Regions from separate parts of the Mus musculus genome. Here regions 1, 3, 4, 5, 6 and 7 are each linked to region 2. The links are chromatin contacts, called in public Hi-C and promoter capture Hi-C maps. All regions are on one chromosome and are shown on one strand. The core of a region is the stretch at or near the end of the contact, and the rest is flanking DNA. Distances in the headings are between cores, read along the strand shown.

Evidence for each region. Promoter capture Hi-C pulls out the DNA fragments that hold promoters and counts their contacts. Hi-C and Micro-C count contacts between places; a contact is called where the count stands out from the background.
Region 1: a contact with region 2 is called in a promoter capture Hi-C map of neural stem cells. The contact joins the enhancer-like site here to the promoter of Bet1 in region 2. A contact is called at or near these places in 5 of 39 promoter capture datasets (the 3T3-L1 cell line, 3T3-L1-derived adipocytes, hippocampal neurons and 1 more), 1 of 484 Hi-C or Micro-C datasets (uterus) and 1 of 9 other capture datasets (liver).
Region 3: a Hi-C map of myocytes shows a contact between it and region 2, with 4 times the contacts expected there. The contact joins the enhancer-like site here to the promoter of Bet1 in region 2. A contact is called at or near these places in 4 of 39 promoter capture datasets (the 3T3-L1 cell line, 3T3-L1-derived adipocytes and hippocampal neurons), 5 of 484 Hi-C or Micro-C datasets (3T3-L1-derived adipocytes, cerebral cortex, myocytes and 2 more) and 1 of 115 datasets of contacts at active chromatin or transcription factors (stem cell-derived neural progenitor cells).
Region 4: a contact with region 2 is called in a promoter capture Hi-C map of the HPC-7 cell line, with 2.4 times the contacts expected there. The contact joins the enhancer-like site here to the promoter of Bet1 in region 2. A contact is called at or near these places in 9 of 39 promoter capture datasets (the 3T3-L1 cell line, 3T3-L1-derived adipocytes, the C10 cell line and 5 more).
Region 5: a contact with region 2 is called in a Hi-C map of embryonic fibroblasts, with 5 times the contacts expected there. The contact joins the promoter of Col1a2 here to the promoter of Bet1 in region 2. A contact is called at or near these places in 5 of 39 promoter capture datasets (embryonic stem cells, frontonasal cranial neural crest, maxillary cranial neural crest and 1 more), 3 of 484 Hi-C or Micro-C datasets (embryonic fibroblasts, embryonic stem cells and palatal mesenchyme) and 2 of 115 datasets of contacts at active chromatin or transcription factors (the NIH/3T3 cell line and embryonic limb bud).
Region 6: a promoter capture Hi-C map of stem cell-derived epiblast-like cells shows a contact between it and region 2, with 2.2 times the contacts expected there. The contact joins the promoter of Calcr here to the promoter of Bet1 in region 2.
Region 7: a promoter capture Hi-C map of hippocampal neurons shows a contact between it and region 2, with 2.5 times the contacts expected there. The contact joins the enhancer-like site here to the promoter of Bet1 in region 2. A contact is called at or near these places in 4 of 39 promoter capture datasets (the 3T3-L1 cell line, 3T3-L1-derived adipocytes and hippocampal neurons) and 1 of 484 Hi-C or Micro-C datasets (uterus).

The regions. Positions count from the first base shown.
Region 1 is chr6:4,396,708-4,399,407 of GRCm38.p6, reverse strand. The region is part of intron 3 of Gm46948 (a long non-coding RNA gene); the gene reads left to right. Among named protein-coding and RNA genes, the nearest start is that of Gm33788, 27 kb to the left of the region's middle. Within about 2 kb of position 1,442, at least 32 of the 459 cell types and tissues checked have an H3K27ac peak or open chromatin away from gene starts, as enhancers often do. A contact at or near this core is called in hippocampal neurons and neural stem cells, where this site is marked.
Region 2 is chr6:4,085,592-4,088,291 of GRCm38.p6, reverse strand. Bet1 (Bet1 golgi vesicular membrane trafficking protein) reads left to right here and starts at 1,362. Exons shown (of 4, transcript NM_009748.3): 1 at 1,362-1,515. The coding sequence starts at 1,497.
Region 3 is chr6:4,551,166-4,553,865 of GRCm38.p6, reverse strand. No RefSeq gene overlaps it. Among named protein-coding and RNA genes, the nearest start is that of Gm33959, 35 kb to the left of the region's middle. RefSeq lists an enhancer at 1-329. Within about 2 kb of position 1,420, at least 3 of the 459 cell types and tissues checked have an H3K27ac peak or open chromatin away from gene starts, as enhancers often do. A contact at or near this core is called in myocytes, where this site is marked.
Region 4 is chr6:3,619,196-3,621,895 of GRCm38.p6, reverse strand. No RefSeq gene overlaps it. Among named protein-coding and RNA genes, the nearest start is that of Gm52885, 50 kb to the right of the region's middle. Within about 2 kb of position 1,280, at least 24 of the 459 cell types and tissues checked have an H3K27ac peak or open chromatin away from gene starts, as enhancers often do. A contact at or near this core is called in the HPC-7 cell line, where this site is marked.
Region 5 is chr6:4,504,368-4,507,067 of GRCm38.p6, reverse strand. It overlaps Col1a2 (collagen, type I, alpha 2), which reads right to left and starts at 1,450. Exons shown (of 52, transcript NM_007743.3): 1 at 1,159-1,450. The coding sequence starts at 1,228.
Region 6 is chr6:3,762,254-3,764,953 of GRCm38.p6, reverse strand. It overlaps Calcr (calcitonin receptor), which reads left to right and starts at 1,331. Exons shown (of 16, transcript NM_001377018.1): 1 at 1,331-1,363; 2 at 1,546-1,732. Gm33576 (a long non-coding RNA gene) reads right to left here and starts at 1,155. Exons shown (of 4, transcript XR_377297.1): 1 at 898-1,155.
Region 7 is chr6:4,416,064-4,418,763 of GRCm38.p6, reverse strand. The region is part of intron 3 of Gm46948 (a long non-coding RNA gene); the gene reads left to right. Among named protein-coding and RNA genes, the nearest start is that of Gm33788, 7.4 kb to the left of the region's middle. Within about 2 kb of position 1,418, at least 131 of the 459 cell types and tissues checked have an H3K27ac peak or open chromatin away from gene starts, as enhancers often do. A contact at or near this core is called in 3T3-L1-derived adipocytes, hippocampal neurons and uterus, where this site is marked.

The sequences.
Region 1 (2,700 bases), core at 193-2,692, 310 kb before region 2:
GTACATTAATTCTTCTTTGATACCTTTCTCCCTTGTTAGATATACTTCCTGCTTTTAGAAAATTCCCTGACTCATCGTGCATATTTTTTTAAAAGGGATATTTTTCAAAAATTCTTATTTTCAGTGGTGGGATTGGAAACCGACCTGAGCGTCCTGAGATAGGCACACGTGTTCCGGCCTGAGCTCTGCCTTTTCTCTCGGTCTATAGCCATGTGAGGAGGGACTCAACAGAGCCAGCTTCAACATTTAAAGCATCCATCATTCAGTGTATTCTCACACTCATCAGAAAATCCTTGAAGCTTCCTTTTGCTACTCCCGATTCTCCTTTCTTTTATTTTTACTTGGGAATTTCTGTCTCACAGTGATTAGCTTCGTCACATGAGGAACACAATGTACTGATAGGAAGTGGTGGAAGAGCCTGGAAGTGACCCCTGAGAGGAAGTAAGGAGCCTGAGCCATCACTCTTTTCACTCTTCCTATGAACTCCGTCCCTCCTCCCAGCCTATGACTCCGGACCAGCATTTACCACTTTTCTGCGTTGACTGAAGCTGACTGCATTTGGAGATGTTTGTGAACGATCCCATACAAGCACACTGTAATTGCTTTCATTGTTAGGCCGCAATGGCGATGCAAAGCTTTAAACTAGATGAGCCTCTCCTTAGATAGTTATCTAATTCCAGGAACTGTAATGGCCGTGACCGCAGCTGCACTTTTCACTTTACTACACCCAGTACCACGGTTTCACACCTACTACCTAAGTCTGACTGTGTAAGGGTAAGACTGTGACATCACTGTGTAGTAGAAGCTCTGGATCCAAGATCCTTCATGCTTAAAGTCATTTTGTGTCATGGCTGTGATTAGTCTCGTGAGAGAGGAATGTTAACCTCAGAAAAGCTAAGGATGACTGGAGTGTGGACATGATTGACTGTGCAAGTACGAAGAGCGGACTTTGGATCCTCAGCACCAACATCAGAGCTAAACACAGCAGTACACATCTGTAATCACAGAGCTGGGCGAGCAGAGGTAGCTGACTAGCCACCTTAGCTAAATTAGTCACATCCTGGTTCCCTAGGAGACCTGGACTCAAAAATTACCATAGAGCATGACAGAGGAGAAGAACTACAATTGACTTTCTGACTTCTGCATATATGCAAATACATGCACACATACACCTGCACATGTTAAACACACACACCACTGCCGCCACTGCTGCCACCATAGCCGTGTCATCATCATTACCAGCCCAACCACTTCCCCACACAAAACATGAAAACAAAGTTGGTGTAGGCAAACTGGTACATTTCTGACTTTGTATGCATCTGTCTCCAAAGCCCACGCATCTGTATCCTGCTTCGTGTCTCATCTGCCCTTACAATACAGCCTTCTCTCTCAGTCCCTCGCTACCTGAACAAAGTACACAGACAAAGTGCACTTCAAAAGGCTGTACAGGAAGTGCAGCTGGTTGTCCAAAAATGGTCTGCTTCCTTTGTGCACACTGACTCTGGCTTGTCTTGAATGCTTCAAAGTTATCTTAATGTCATTTCAAAGGCAATTGAGGAAGCGTCCGTGGAGATGGATGGCGTCGGCAGCCTGTTGCTGAATGCATATTAGGTTCTATTCATGGATTTCCTAGCAACCAGAGCCCAATGACGCACGCAGCCTGCGAGCTTGTGCTGTGCTCATGTAAAGAATTCAATCACTTGGATTTTATTATTAATATTTTTAGAAAGCCTCACTAGATTAGCTGTGTGAAATGTGTTGTTATCTGAGTTACTATCGGCAGCTAGCTCCGGTGGCATCTGAAGTCACAAGGCCTTGCGGGTGCTCAAAAAAAATGCTCTTGTAAAAGATTACTTCCATTTTAATACCTCTGACAGTTAAAGATTTGTTTAAGAAAGAAGGAAATTAAAGAGAGAAACTTTACTCTAGAAGTTTGTGATCTTGGCAAAGTGCTCTCATGAGAGAAACCGAATATACATGAGCTCCAGTCTTCAGGCAAGACAAGAGGCTGGATCTTCATGCTCACTTACAACTATGGGACATGGTAAAGCTAAGAACATAAATTTAATGTGCCCTCTTCATGAGACATTGCATAAGAGTAGGGTGATATATTTTATATATTAAGATTCACTGAATACAAACATTGTACGGGCTTAAAGGACATCAGTGTTTGTCCTTCATTGTTTCAGTAGCCTAACCTGTAGAGGCAACCTGTTAGCGTTTTCCAAGTTTTAATTTGTGATTTATTGGACAGATGATAAATATACATGCAGCAGTGTGTGCAATGTTCGCAGTTATGGTGAAACCTATAAACATATTGCAAGAGGAGCCCTTCTTGTGGGAGTGCCATGCAAAGCAGTCATTATGACAGTAACCATGGTGATTTCTCAAAAAGCTGAAATTAAAACTGCTGAAGGATCCAGTGGTACCACTGCTGTATACCCAAGGCACTCTAGATCCTGCGTTGGAGACATTTGCTACCCCATATTCATCCTCATTCATGTCGCTTGCGCTGTTCACAATATCAAGGCAATGGAGTCAGTCTAGATGAAGGATGAAAATGCGAGGCAAACATACAATAGCATCTTATTCGGGGCAAAGATAAAAGAAAAGAAGATCTGTGGGAAAATGGATGGAGCTGAAAAATATCATACAAAGAAGGAAACTCAAGTCCACAAAGACAAACGCTGAACTTTTGTT
Region 2 (2,700 bases), core at 113-2,612:
AATCAAAAAATGTTTCCTAAGACAAATGCAAGTTTATGGTTATGCAGCCAATGTAGTGACCCTGTGCCCTTGCTCAAACCCCCACACTTGTTTGGTGTGCCTCATTGTTCTGAAACTCTTAATAATTTTTGTCTTTGATCTTGTATCATGCAAATGAAGTCTAATGGCATAATATAACATGCTCATGTGCAAATGATATATTTGTAATAAGTGTTTTTATTGTTCTTCATTAATATGCTCTGGATTCTGATAGCCCTCTGACTCATCAAATTTTGCAAGATATTAAAAGCTACAAGGTGAAGATGGCATGTTTATGCTCGAGTATGAACACTTATAGTTCCCATAGTCACATGTTGTACTTGAATAAGAACTTGTGATAAAATCATCAAGGATCTTTGTTATATCCCCATACTCATCTCACATTCTGTATTAGTTGAATTGAAAATTATCACATAGCAATAGAAGCAAAGAAGGCGGAACTTAGACTCTTTCTTTCAGCCATCAAACCACAGTAAGCTGAGGGCAGAGTGTTAGTGCAATGTGTTTCTATTATGAAGTATAATGTGTGTAGTGAGGTGGTTCAGCAGCTAAGGGTACTTGCTGCATATGTAGCAGAGGATGGCTACATGCTCCATGGAAACAAGTATGAGGTATTTGTGTGTACGTTTTAAAAGCTCTAAGTAGGGTGGAGTGTTTAAAAGCTAAATATCACAGTTCTTTCCAGACTTAGATCAAATGCGTTAGGAAGCTGAGACTCCCCACTTCCCTACCCGGAAGTTCTACTGCAAGGATACATACATACATACATACATACACACACACACACACACACACACACACACACACACACACACATATATATATATATATATATATGTGTATATATATATATATTTTTTTTTAACTATTCCACTGGGCAGGATCAGGAAGGAAGAGGATTGATTTTCCTTTCCTGCTAAGAGGCTCAGACAGTAAGATGAGACTCTGTTTGAACAAAGTTTGCACTGACTTTCTCACCTCTGACTTTGGGTGAGCGGGAGTGCAAGGGAAAATCATGAAAGAGTCAACCATCATCCCGGCTAGGGAGGGGTAACTCTCCCAGGTTAAAGTTGGCACTAACATCAAAAAGTGCCATACTAAAAGTTCTGGATTAAGTAATGACCCAGAATAACAGGACTAGAGCCCCAGCAGCTGTCGCTGCCCTTCCGGAAGCCCCGCCCATTCCAGGCATTGTTCCTACCACGCCCCTCTTACCCAGTGCCCCAGAAGACGGAAAACTACATTTCCCAGAATGCAACTAGTAATCGCATTTCAGGACGCCTATATGTGTCCGAGTGACGACATAAACCGGCGCGGTGTTTAGACTTTACTGATGTCGTGGCGCTCTGAGGCAAAAAGTTGTTGCTCTTAGGAGCCCTGGGACTGAAGCCGAGGTCGGGTGACCCTGGCCCTTTCCTACTCACTCCTCCTTGCCCGCCTTTCCCTCTCCTGGCAGGATGAGGCGTGCAGGCCTGGGTAAGAACAGTGCTGAGGTTCGAAGTTTGGGGACCCTAGGACCTGCTGAGTCGGGAGCAGGGTTGTGGGAGGAGACTACCGGCCCTCTGTCAATGACTTTGGTGTTCAAAAGCGAGTTATTTGGGTTCTTTGGAGAAGGTTCTCTTCCTGTGTCCTAGTTCCGAACGGTTTCCTGAAGTTGTATTTAGACAAAAGTTTAAACCTATATGCTAGGTTGCACAGAGCGGTGAATTGGTTAGCATAAGTTTTTCTTTTTCTATGTGCTAGTTTGGGGAGTAACCCAATTTCCCAAGCCTTGCTGTTTCCTTTGCTTTACTCATTCTGGATCTTAACTTTTTTTTTTTTTTTTTAAGAAATGACATTTGGGGAGTAGTAAGCTTTAAGCCCACTAATAATGATGCGTTAGTTTGATAACCGTGAGTTACAAAGGTGAATTTACGTGTCCTTATTGTTAAAGTGCCTGTTATGAAAGGTCTGGGTCAAAGGCGAGTTACTTGGAACACTTCTGACCTAGACCTTGTCCCACTGCTAAGGCAGTAGATGTTGGTTTTGATGACTTAAATGGGTCAGGGGAAGGAATAGCTTAGTAATAACTGAAGTTCTTTCTCTATTAGCCATGTCTTAAAGAAGGAAGGGCAGAATGCTTGAAAAAAATGTGTGAAATATTAAAAAGGATGTTGCTGTTCTGGCAGACATTGGAATAGTAAAAAAAAAAATAGTTTTTAAAAATTTGAGGTGTTAAAGCCAGTGAATGGACAAACACTTAAAGTTAGGTATGAAAACTAAAGCCTCTTTTGCAACTCATAATTCACGGCTTGTTATGGGTTTTGATTATGTAAGAAGGAACACAATATTCATGACAGTGCAGAGACATGGTAGTAGTTTCAATAAGGTTGGTTATAGGAATAGAATGTGTGGACTTTAAAACCACTGAAAAATAAGGGCCTTGAATGGTGTCAGTAATATAGATTGACAGGGTTGTCAATAAGTAGTTGCATGTGAAGAAGTTGTAAATTTAGTTTTATGAATCCTTTCAGTCATTGAAAGAAATTAGTTCATCTCAAATAACCTAAAGAACTATTTTCAAACATGATTAGTCATATATGCCTACATTTTTCCAACACTAATAACAGCAGACATTTATTGTGACGCACCATGTGCTTCCCAAAGCTTTCAGGGTTACTG
Region 3 (2,700 bases), core at 171-2,670, 470 kb before region 2:
TGTTCAGAACCGTGTTCAGAGATTTTCCTGTTTTCCGCTCAGTTTTCTCTAAAGTTCTGTTTTTCTAAGGTAGAGTAATCTCATCCTGTGGACTGAAACATCCTTGACCACAGATGCATTCTTAGAATTTATTGAGCGTAAAATTTTAACTACATCATTTGTCTTTTGATGCAGAATTGGTCCACTGAAAACTATGAATTAAGCATTTATAATAAAGTAAAGCTTAATGTTAAAGATACCAGTGTTTTGTGAATGCCATTTAAAATAATCATTTTTCTTTATAATGAAAGCAATATATATTCATTTAATGCTTCTGAAGGCTACAGAAAGATGAAAGAACTCATTGTCTGGCAGTATCTATTGTGTCATTAGTGATGATGGATATAAATGTTTTTGTACATATGCTTTCTGGATTTTTATGCATATCTGCATCAAACACAATGCTTAAACTTACATTGCATATAATGAGGTACACACTATTCACTATACACTATTCACACATGTGCTGTGTGTAAAAGATGATTTAAATACATTTGTAAAGTTTTACTTTTATTTTAAATTTCTTTCTTTATTTTCCTAATGAATGTATGCTCTAGAATAACCAAGAGATGATCATTAAAATTTGATATTTTTAAATCAATTTCATTTTCTTTATCTGTCATAGTATGTGTATTTTTGTACCAGTGACTACTATTTTGATGGAGAATATATTCTATCAATTCTCTGTCTAATATATAGATAGAATATATAATACATAAATATATGTTATACTATTTTTATAAATATTCTAAAGTTATATAAATTTATATATTTTATAAATAATAAAATAAATATATTATACAATATAAATGTATGATTTATGAATTTATATAAATATGTAAATTTAAATAATTTTGCAAATATATTTATAATATAAATACTATATAAAATGCATTACATAAATATAAGTATTTCCTTTGCAATATGGCCTAATTTTCAACCAAGTAGTTTCGGATGCTCATTCATAGAGGCAGCTATCCAGTATAAAACAAGAATCATGTAGTGCACATGGCGGTTGGGATCTCCTCTGAGATCTTCAAGTGTAATATTGACTGACTGGGTAAGATTTTTTTTCCTCACTGCGTGCTAGTTCCGTAACGTCTGCACTAGAAGCAATTCTATTGTGCTTTACTTGTTTGTTTTAAAGCATGGTTGTTAACTTTTCCACATCATTAACTATACTTTGAGAACATTCAAAATAACTGTCCCACCATCCATCACATGGTTGCCCCACGTCTGTGCTGACCAGTCCACTATTATTAGGCATTTGGTTAATTTCCAAGGTTGGTATAAATAAAGCCAAGACAACTGGCCTGAGCCACGATGTTAGGGTCAGCTCTTATTTTTGCACATGTACTCAAGGCTGTTGAGAGTCAGTCACTGAGATTCATTTACCCCTCTGTTGCTAAGAACATGTAGGAAGGACAAGTGGTGGCCTTCTTTTGGCAACCTGTTAGGGCTTGTCTTTGATGGAAGTAAAAGCAAGAAAACGTACACACACACACACACACACACACACACACACACACACACACACACAGACAGACACACACACACAGACACACACACAAAATCTTTATTTCAGACCATTTGCCGTCATATCTGTTCAGAGGGTTAAATGAGTAGTGGTCACAGCTCAGAGTTCGTTTTGTTTTGTTTTGTTTTGTTTTGTTTTTTCTTTTTTGAGAGCTGGGCCTTTCTTTCTTGTTCTCTCTCTCGGATTTGTGCCGACAAGAGTCATGGCACCTCCCAAAGCTAGCAGCTGCCTGGGCTTCCTGTGGTGTTTCTGTGATGTGCACCCCTTGCCTTCAGATGTGTGATGTTCTGGACAGTGGGGTTGGCCCGCTGTGGTATAGGATGCTCTGGACAAGCCATTCTGGCCTTCAGCTGGAAGCTGCTCTGGACCAAGCAGTGGAGAGAAAGCTAGAGTCACACTCCTTTATGCCAAGACTGTCTTACAGGCTCTGTGAGCAAAACACTTTTGAAAAACCAAAGATTTGCCCCTTACCAACATGTAGGGTGTGAAATAAAATGTGTTAGAAATATAATCACTTTTAAGCTTTTAGCTCTTTACTGGTAGTTTCTTTCCAAAAAATTTGAACTCGTTAATGCTTACTGTAATTGTATATGAAGACACCTTTTGCCTAAATTCTTGTCAGAACTTTTTTATTTATTTATTTTTTACAAAGAAGTATAGCCATGGGATCTTTGTTCTCTGGGCTTTCTGACCTTTAATCTCTTCCCTTCCTTTCTCCCCTTACTAACTCTTCCTCCTTTCATTTCTCTGTCTTTTCCTGTATCCTTCTCTTCTTGTCTCTCTGTTTTCTTTTCATCTTAATTTTTTTGAGACGATGTCCTTAGTTTAGCCATGGCTGACCTTGAACTTGCTACCCTCCTGCCTCTGTGTACGAGGTGCTGGAAGTACAAGCTTTCTCCGATATCCCGGCTTATTCTCTGACTTTACTAAAGTAGTTGTACCTTTCTTCTTTTGTATTTCAGCATTCTGCTTCCCTATGGTGTGTCGTGTTCTTTGGATCTGCCTCACTGCCAAACTTTTTAAAAATGTCCATCTAAGACCTGTTTGTATTTTAAGATTTAATGAGAAGACAGAATTTTCGCATTTGTGGAGACAAATATGTATTTTTTTTTTCAGAAGAGACA
Region 4 (2,700 bases), core at 31-2,530, 470 kb after region 2:
TGGAATTTTGGCTGGTGAACAGGTGAAGATGGCCATCCTGATACACTGTTAGGGAAAAAAATTCTATCAGGATCGTGTGTGTGTGTGTGTGTGTGTGTGTGTGTGTGTATGTGGGTGGGTGGGTATGTTCCTATGTCTGTGTGCATGCCCATATATATGTGTGCACAAAGCTTTATGGAAACCTAAGAATAACTTTAGTTCTCACCTTCTTTTTATTTTTTATTTATTTTTTATTTATGTTTTGCTCTTAATAGTCCAGAATAGTCATATGCATTTATTAAAAAGGCATGCCAATCATAATTTTTAGTGCACAGGAGAGAGAGAGATAGAGGTAGAGGTAGAGGTAGAGAGAGAGAGAGAGGGAGAGAGAGAGAGAGAGAGAGAGATGATGGTGGTGCTGGTGGTGGTGGTGGTATATGCCTTCAATCTCAGAACTCAGGATACATAGACAGGCAGATCTCTAAGTTCGAGGCCAGCCTGGTCTACAGATTCCAGTACAGCCAAGGGCTACACAGAGAAATTCTACCTTGAAAACAAACCAAGTAAAATAAAATAAAATAAAATAAAATAAAATAAAAATATATATTTTAAATTAAGTAGCCAGACTTACTTCCTGCCCAAAATTCCCTACTCCGTTATTTTGAGCTCCAGGAACAGAGACAGTGTGCCTTGCTCCACTGCTGTGTAAGGATCTACCTCCTGACAACTCTCCCTATAGCGTACCAAGGTAGTAAAGCCATTGTTTTTCATAGATACCTAAATTACAGCACAGTTCTCCTTAAATCTGGAGTTCTCTTGACTTACTTGAGCAATCTGGCATATGACAGGAGAGGTTTGGGTCTCTATTGAGCCATTTGAGACACAGACACAAGGGTGTGGAGACACAAGGGTTTATGTAACTATGTAACGTGTCCAAGTTGGGAAGCCCTTTCCGCTGTGTACTCATCAACAGACTCACCCATTAATGGAGTTAGTGTCTTTGTAATTCAGTTACCTCTCAGTAAGAACATCAGACCAGAGCCAAGACTTCAACACAGCCTCTTAGGAAGGACACTTCATATCCAAGCCATAACCGAAAGATCTGGAAGGGGCTTCTTCCTCGGTAACAGTAATTTCCAGCTTTTGTCCCTAGACATTCTTCAGCTTGGAGCCACAGCTGCCACCTAGTGGTCATGGTGGAAACCACAGGCGACCAGAGAAACCGAAACCAACGCAGTGTACCTTCAAGCTTGGAGTAGCAAGATCACATTTTAGTCATACTCTGTTGCATGTAGCCTTACACATCTTCCCAGTACATCCATGTCAAGGTGGTATCACGTAGCCTCATAATGAACACAGCATCCTGATGACAATGCTAGTGTAAACAATCAAGTAACACCTCCCTTTTTGTTTTGCTTTTATTCGCTGGCTAATAGAGAACATTTCTTTTCGGGTAAGTTAAGTCAGCATACTACCGCTTCTCTGCAGAGAGTTGGGCTGTGATGGCTGCTTTCCACATCAGACAGATTAATTTGTCTGGTACAAATGGCTCCGTGGTTAAGAGCATTTAGTGCTCTTGCAAAGGAACTCAGTTCAGTTCCCAGAACTCATGTCAGTCAACTCACAACTGACTGTAATTCCAACCCCAGGGAACCTGACACTCTCCTCTCTTCTCTTCTCTTCTCTTCTCTTCTCTTCTCTTCTCTTCTCTTCTCTTCTCTTCTCTTCTCTTCTCTTCTCTTCTCTTCTCTTCCTCTCTTTCTCTCTCTCTCTCTCTCTCTCTCTCTCTCTCTCTCTCTCTCTCTCTCTCTCTTTTAATAGAACTCTCCTCCATGGACTTCCATCTATTATTTTTTAATTAGGTATTTATTTCATTTACATTTCCAATGCTATCCCAAAAGTCACCCCCCCCCACTCCCCTACCCACCCACTCCCACTTCTTGGCCCTGGCATTCCCCTGTACTGGGGCATATAAAGTTTGCAAGTCCAATGGGCCTCTCTTTCCAGTGATGGCCGACTAGGCCATCTTTTGATACATATCTTGGGTATTCTAAGTTTCTGGGCTAATATCCACTTATCAGTGAGTACATATTGTGTGAGTTCTTTTGTGATTGGGTTACCTCACTCAGGATGATGCCCTCCAGGTCCATCCATTTGCCTAGGAATTTCATAAATTCATTGTTTTTAATAGCTGAGGAGTACTCCATTGTGTAAATGTACCACATTTTCTGTATCCATTCCTCTGTTGCAGGACATCTGGGTTCTTTCCAGCTTCTGGCTATTATAAATAGGGCTGCTATGAACATAGTGGAGCATGTGTTCTTATTACCAGTTGGAACATCTTCTGGATATATGTCCAGGAGAGGTATTGCTGGATCTTCCAGTAGTACTATGTCCAATTTTCTGAGGAATCACCAGACTGATTTCCAGACTGGTTGTACCAGCTTGCAATCCCACCAGAAATGGAGGAGTGTTCCTCTTTCTCCACATCCTTGCCAGCATCTGCTGTAACCTGAATTTTTGATCTTAGCCATTCTGACTGGAGTGAAGTGGAATCTCAGTGTTGTTTTGATTTGCATTTCTCTGATGCTTAAGGATGTTGAACATTTTTTCAGGTGCTTCTCAGCCATTCATATTCCTCAGGTGAGAATTCTTTGTTTAGCTAGGAGCCCCATTTCTTAATGGGGTTATTTGGTTTTCTGGAGTCCATCTTCTTGAGTT
Region 5 (2,700 bases), core at 201-2,700, 420 kb before region 2:
GGATGAAAGGAATATATACACATTCAAAATTAGGCTGTGGCAGACGTGGGGCGTGTAGCTGAAGGTCTGGGTGTGGCCACGCCCTCCTGAATACTCATCAAGCCAACATCTTTGTCCAGTTAAATTAGGCAGCCATTTTAAAAGATGAAACCCAAGTGGTTTTCTTCATTCTTTCTTCAGGAAATTCTAGTTAGTTATACAACCTAGAAATGGAAAATAGCCTCGAAGTTGGCACATTTAGTATATACCCCACATTTTAGAAAAAGGCCCAATTGATTCATTTGAAGTCACATGGTAAACGAGTAAGAGACTCCTGAGAAGAATCCCCAGGCTCTTGAATCTCAGGACGAAGTTGATATTTCTCACATCTGTTGTTTTCGTGTGTGATTACAGGTGGGAACTTGTTGAAGTGTAAGTGAACAGAGCTTATTTTAGTTAAAAGTTACCATTTCCATGATCAGGTAATGGATTGGGACGCTGCTTTGACTATTCAGAAGATAAAAGCTGAGGCCGAAGCAGCCCGCTTCTCAAGATACACCATCTGGGTTCTTTACATATGGCCCAGAAATGTAAATTACTCCATGGACCTGGGAAGTCTTTAATTGGAATTCCTAGCGCTTAAGGCCTGGTCCCTGTTCCTGCACTTTACCCCCTCCAGGGGGCGTATTTTTATCATTATCTTCATCAACGTCATCCAGAGCAACTCGGCCGCCCACAAGAAAATGGAGTCCTGTGAGTTTTGTATTATTCTATTACGGGGCTTTCTAAACTAGGCCTCAAGTTTCACAACGTGACCACGGGCATAATTCTGGGAATTGAAGAGTGGAGCCCTCTCAGTCGTTCATGCTGTCAGCCAGGTTTATATCTTGAGGCAACCTTCTTTGCCTCTTTGTGAGCTTCACCAACCGGGGCATCCGGGCTAACAGTCTAGTTTTAAGGGAAAAACTTCCCCCAACTCTTGGCAACAGTCAAGTCTTTCATATTTCCATTCTTTTCCCATGTATCTCGTGAACCCTAGTGTTTTCTCCGACAGATTAGAGGGCGACCTCACAAGCTGTATGTGGAATGAATGTGTGAAGTTTCCCTCTGTTGAGATAAGGGTGCCCACCTATCCAGCCTCTCTCCTTCATCTCCCCCAAACAAGCAGAAGACACTTACATTGGCATGTTGCTAGGCACGAAGTTACTGCAAGCAGCAACAGAGTCCGCGTATCCACAAAGCTGAGCATGTCTACCACTTAGACATGCAGACTCCTTGTGTTGCAGAGCCCCTGGGTCACCAGCGGAGGTATCACCTGGCGGGCGCAGGCATGCAATCGTGGACCGTTCCCTCCAACTTAGTCGAAACCTCCTGCTGCCGTGGTGCTAAAATAATAAAGCCCAGACCTGCCTTATTTATATGGGAAAAGTTTCCCCAGCCGGAGGGTGCCTCCAAAAACGTCTCCACCAATGGGAGGGCTAGGGCTAGGGGCCCGGGACTCAGTGCTGGGAGGAGACTGCGGGGGAGCAGGGGAGGGAGCCGAGGGGGGAGGGACGTGGCTACGGGGCTTCTTAAATTGGTTCCATTCTTTTTGAGGACGTGGACACTTTTGAGGCTTTCGAGGGGGAACTCTGACTCCCTGTCTGCATACCTCCGCCCTCCCCAGCCACCCGCCCTCTCTCGCCCTTGCCAAGTTTGGAAGCACTTTAGGACACCTACGTGGGCTCTTTACAGATCTCCGGGCGGCGGGGCAGGTGTTGAGGGACCTGGAGGCCGAAGATGAAAAGGCAGGAGCTGTCCAGTCCCGCTTCACTCTGTGCCCTGCGGGCCATCTGCAGGCTGGAGGGGGCTGGGGTGTGAGGGGAGGAGGGTGACAGCGTGGCGAGCTCTAGAGCTGCCCTCATGGGTTGGCTCCACCCCTGCCCCCTAATTTCCCCAGTTTGGGGGGGCCTGTGTGCCCATAATCTCCTCTCTCCTCTGTCTCTCTATCTCTCTGTCTCTCCCTCCCTCCCTCCCTCCCTCCCTCCCTCCCTCCCTCCCTCCCTCCCTTCCTCCCTCCCTTCCTCCCTCCCTCCTCCATCCTCTCTCTGACTCTCTCTGTCTGTACCCCCCTCTCTCTCGTTGATGAGGGGAGCAGGCATCAAGAGATAAACTGTGCATTATTACATTTACTTTGGTTAAGCCCCATTTCCAGCCCCATGTACAGACCCCATGAAGGATTACCAGCCAGACTCAGATGCCGAGCCTGGATCAGATAACAGATCAGTGAACACTCAGCCTTCTTGGCCTTGCTGCCTATTTATGACCCCTTCCACAGCCACTGCCAGGCACCCCTGCCTGCATCTTCACACCTCCCATCATCCCTAGGGCGTATACAACCTCTTCCTTAACATCCCAAGCTGTCCCCTCCAGAACAGATGCAATCTCTCCCCATCTTGGGAAGAGACTTTGACTCTGAAGAATTGGAGTAGGAGACTTTGGCTGTCCAGGACAGCGGCAGAGACATAGTAAATTCTCCTTCCCAAAGTTTCTTGGAGTCTTCCAAGTTACCCGGGGCCGCAGGCTCCTCTTGGCCTGCCGAGCATCCATCATGAGGCTGGAGAGACCTATTCAGACTCTCATTATGTCCCCAAAGTCACAGCAGACACAGCATCTTTAGGCCATTTTTATGTTCATGAAGAAGGAACTGGCGAACTCCTTGGGAAACCTTCCCCCTTTCGA
Region 6 (2,700 bases), core at 82-2,581, 320 kb after region 2:
GGAAGAGTCGAGTAGGGGTTCAAATTAGGACAGAAGCACATACACCTTTGCCTGAAGTCACTGACTTCAGGGGCAAGGGATCCAAGGATGGATGAACAAGGAGAACTGCAGCCCCTTTCACAAGACACCTGAATCTGTCACCCAGAACTACCCAAACTCAACCTCTGAGTGCCTAGGAAAGTATTTTGTCTTGCTCTCTGACGCTTCCCCATTCTATTATTACTACTTTTTTTTTCTGGTGTGTTAGTCACCTCGAGGGCTACAGCCACTTTGCATTCCCGGGATACACAGGTAACTGCTTTTCCTGGCTTTTGCTTGAACAGTCAGGAAAAGAAGTGCCCGCTGATGCCTGGCTGCACCCAGCTCCGGATAGGAGGTGGAGGATAGCCCGTCCTTGGAAGCAACTTGCTTTCCTCCCAGGGTGCGCCTGCCAGCCCAGACTGCGCCCGCCTGGAATCAGATTGTCCCGGGCTCCTGCTGGCTTTCAGTGGAGAAGGGGAATTGTCCTCAACACCAAGTCAGGTAGGTACCTCAGACTACTCTTTTCTAGCTGTGCTCACTTCGGTCATTCACCCTAAGATAATAAACCAGCAACAACCTCTTTTGTGGAGGGCAATGTCCCCCCAAATCCAACCTGCACCTTAGGTTGCACCTGCCCAAATCCAAAGGGGTCCAGGGCTTGCTGGACCCTCTGGTTTTTCTTACCCTCTGCCTCCGGGGTCCTTACTCAGCACTCCAGGTCTTGGTCAGCTGTTTTCTCACGCTCCCACCCTAATTTTACTGCCGCGCCCCACTACAGATTCCACTCTCCATCGGGTCCCTGGTGCGGTCACCTGAGTGACCACGTTTGGAGCCAGGGACCACTCTCTTTGGGGTAGGGTTCTTTGGGAAACTCACCTCCCTACGGAATTTTCATCCTCCAGGGAAGGGGTTGGACTCTCAGAAAGCTGCCTCCAGGGACGGGTTACGATCACTGAGCCCAATCTGTCGACCACCCAACTCCCTCCCTACTCAAGGTCTAACTGGGGACCCTCTCCCGCTTCCTGGAGCTCCGAGCGCTGGGGTGTGGGGACTCTTGGGGTGTGGAGCAGCGGCAGCGAGTGCAGACCCTCTCCCGCTGGGGCTTGGGGTCCGGAGGAGCACGGAGCGGCTGCTAGCCCCTCCCTCCGAGGGCTGAAGGGGCTGACGCGCAGGGAGGGTCCGGGCGGGGCCGGCTCTGAGATCGTCCGCTCCCCCCACCACCCCCCTTGGCCGCAGCGCGTAGGGAGGAGGGAGCGGGTGACGCGCGCACCGAAAAGGACTTAAGTCGGAGAAGTTTGCGCACAGCTTCATCTCGGAGCGAGCAGCGGCAGGCACTGCTAAGGTGAGGCTCCCGCGCTTTGGGGAGCAGAGCAACCGGGAAAAGGACCTTGCCTGGAGCCTATTTTGCTTTGCAGTCTTGGGCTTTAAACCTACCCCATAAAGGAGGCTTAAAGGTCTGGAAATTGGAAGGTGGACAAGAAGGAGTGCTTAGGACTAATTCAGTTTGCTCTCACTTTAAACTAGGAGAGCCAGCCGCCCAAGACTCTGGGCGGACTGCACCTGGCTGGCTTGCAGACAACTCTTGGTTGGAGAGGTGCTTACTTCTGCGCCTCACCCTGCCGTTGGCATCCCCTGCCTGCAGATGCCCAGTGAAGTCTGCGTTCCTGAGAACACCTGAGCTGTGCCCAGACATCCAGCAAGAGAATTCCTGGTAAGAAGAAGGGGTTTTTTCCCCCTTTCTTTTTTCTTTTTTGGAGGGAATGATTGGAATTAAAGATGTGGAGTGTCCCAGGAAAGATGATAGTGAGAATGATACTTTGTGGATTTTTTTTTATATTGCAAAATTGTAGTTTGACTGGTTGATACATTGTGGATTTTTTTAATTGCAAAATTGTGACTTGACTGGTTGATACTTTGTGAATTTTTTATTGCAAAATTGTAGTTTGACTGGCTGATACTTTGTGGATTTTTTTTATTGCAAAATTGTAGTTTGACTGGTTGATACATTGTGGGTTTTTTTAATTGCAAAATTGTAATTTGACTGGTTGATACTTTGTGAATTTTTTATTGCAAAATTGTAGTTTGACTGGCTGATACTTTGTGGATTTTTTTTATTGCAAAATTGTAGTTTGACTGTGATGTTTAGAGGTGTTCTTGTAGGGTCGGCTTAGTCTCGGTTGCTTCATTTTACCATGGCTTAAGAAAAAAAAGTGTCATTGGAAGATGTGATAGTTTATACCTTTGTGTTGTGGAGCTCTCTGGTTCTGTGGGTGTTTTATGATATTACTCATATGAATTTTCTCTCAAAAGTTTTAGCCTCCTGTACTGCTGAGTATAGCAATTTCTAGGCTTAAGGTCGTGGCTTTTCCTAATAGATGTTTAATAGGTATCAATTAAAGAATGTGGGCATCTAGGCAGCGTTGTGCTGGGTCTTGGAATACAGTGGTGAATGCTGTTGCTTGTTTGGTCATGTTCTACACAGAATTTCCAACAATCATTTATGCATAGCAACCATTCTTCACACCTATTAAGAAAAATCTGTTGTTTACATAGTTTCCTAATAAGCCTCCTTTGTTTTACTGCTCTTTCTAAGACAGGGTGGATAAAGTAAATTAGGGGTCAATTAATTAATTAATTAAGAGGTCAAGAGGTCACTTACCTTGAGGTCTAAAATGGTGC
Region 7 (2,700 bases), core at 169-2,668, 330 kb before region 2:
AACAAAATGAAATTTATTGCACATCAAATCTATGTCCAACGAAGCTGGCCCCTGTCACTGTCCCTGGATGGGTGTTTATTTAGTGGAGAAGAGGAAGATACAGTTAAAGGATGGAAGGGGCCCGTGTCAAGATGTTATTGGAGTCAAGCAGATTGACGGCTTAGAGTGACAGGCCTGGCTCTGCAGAGCTCAGAGGCCACTGGTGGGGTCAGAGACTCGAGATCATCCGAAGCACAGCCTCAGCGCCTGGGTATCGATTTTAAATTGAATTCCAGGTTTTAGTGCAATTAAAAGCTACTACGAGGATTTGAGGAGAGAAATGGTATGGTCAAATTATTAGAGCAGCATGGTTTTTATATTAATTAGAACAGACCACGGGGACCAGAGGGATGAGAGAATCTGCAGGCGAGGTAACTCACTAACGGAGTGAGCTCGGGAGCCCAGAAGGCCTTTGTGAAATCGACAAATTAAAGCTACAGTGTTGTCTGACATTACAGACAAGAGAGGGTTTTCCCCCCCCCCCTTCATTAATTTTATCTGATTCACTCACCTTATTAGTTCTGAAAGACTTGGGTCACTAGCCTGACTACTTCCCTTGCATCCGTCTGTAAGCACCAGCACAGCACTGTTTTGCCCAGCTATGTGGGTTCTCCGGTCCACAGGTGAAGCAAAAACGGAGAGCAAAATGTCCAGAGGAAGGGTTATGGGATTGCTTTATGACCTTATCTTAAAAAGGAGGACTTTGTATGTCTCCCCACTTATTCTCACCAACAGACATAGGTTGGTTTTTTTTTTGTTTTTTTTTTTTGTTTGTTTTTTTATTTTTTTTTTGGGGGGGGGAGGTGTTAGTCTGAAATCTGAACGTGCTTATCAGCTGGGAAAAATCTGACATTTAATTGATTTTATCCCTTAGAAGTGTGTGTGAGAGAGAGAGAAGAGAGAGAGGGAGGGAGAGAGAGAGAGGGAGGGAGAGAGAGAGAGAAGAGAGAGAGGAGAGAGAAGTGGGGGGAGGGAGACAGGGAGGGAGGGAGGGAGAGAGAGAGAGAGAGAGAGGAGAGAGGAGAGAGAGGAGAGAGAGGTGGGGGGAGGGGGGAGAAAAATTGACAGTATTACTAAGCAACAAGCCTGCTTATTTACTGCTCCAATCCACGCCCCCACCCTCCACCCCCCTACCCAGGTTGCAGACTTTCTCTTGAGTCCACGAGAGACTGCTGGCTAATTTTTTAAGTATAATTTCCCAAAGTACTGCCCCTTGCCATAGAAAATGCCACGTAGGTCTTCTGAGTTATAAATGCCGAGGAAAACCATGTTGGTTACGTTTGCAGCTTTTTCATTTTGTGGTTCTGGGTGGTACAGCCCAGTTGCCAACGTTATCCATTCCTCTTTCTGGGAACAGCCTTAATTGTACTTGGCTTGGTTGACACAAAAGGCCTCTGAAAAATATGAGGCTGGTCCCTCTAGTGTTGCTTTGTGAAGACTACAGTACAAAGTACTGGATGGAGGAACACAGCTGCAAAGGAGTGCAGAGAGCGGCTGCAAAATCAATCTGCTTCAAAACACATTATTGAAATGATTTTCTACAAAATGCCATGGTACTATACAGGGCTCCTAACCAAAGAAAATGCAGGCACTTTGCTACATTTGCAAGGACACGGTGTTCGTTGTTGAGACTTCCCAGAACAAACAGTAAACGATTGAAATCACATTGGCCAGAGTTACCAGAGGGTCAAGAGCAATATAAGCTTGCCTTGCTTTTAGAAACGAATTCACAATACTGGTTAGGACTGTCTGGCTATGCTCATAGGCTTTCACTGTCATAAAAAGAGGAGGCAAGATTTCATATACTTCTTCATTCTTTCTCTGATGCCCCCTGATGTTCAATAAAAAGAGTATGCTATCTTCTTCCTGTTTTTCTTTGACTTTTTTTTTTCTACCCTCAGACATTTGTTAAACTACTAATCTGTTCCAAAGATAGAAAAATGATAAGATACATTCATTTCCCTGGACATGCATCATCATCCCATGGGAAGACAGACTCTTAGTGACAAAATAGATTTATATAATGCCTGGGACACAGGGGAAATGGTATTAATTATTAATGCTGGTTATCAAGAAAGATGAGGTATTTGAGCTGTGGTCTGAAGCTAGAGTTAGAGTCCTCATTAGAGGCAATTCATGGCTTGACATCATTGACTGATCCTTGGTCAATACCAGTTTGGTCCAGTTTCTGAGGAGATCTATTATGGCATGTGCAATGGGCAGCTAGTCTGTGTGTGTATGTATGTATGTATGTGTGTGTGTTGTTGTTGTTGTTTGTTTGTTTGTTTATGCTACTGCTTCAAGGCTCAGATTTCCTGCCTTATTCCAGTGTCCCTTATTCTGCATGTGCAGTAAAAGGAGGCCCACGGCAGAAAGGCCAGCTCTCCATTAAAGGAACATGAAATAAAACTGGGTGGTTTGAATCAAGACTGCAGTAGCTCTGGATTCCAGCAGAAAGGGGTTGGTGTCACAAGGGGAACCCTGATCCTTTGTGGGGGTAGAAGTAAGGTTTGTTAGAGGGAGTCAGGTTATTAGTGATGATTTTATTAGAAAATCTCTTTCAGTTCTGAAAGCCTATTAACAAAATTTCATATTTACATTTAAAGGGGACTAATTACCTACAGAGAGTCTCGATAGCCTCAAACCCACCCGAGAGCCCAG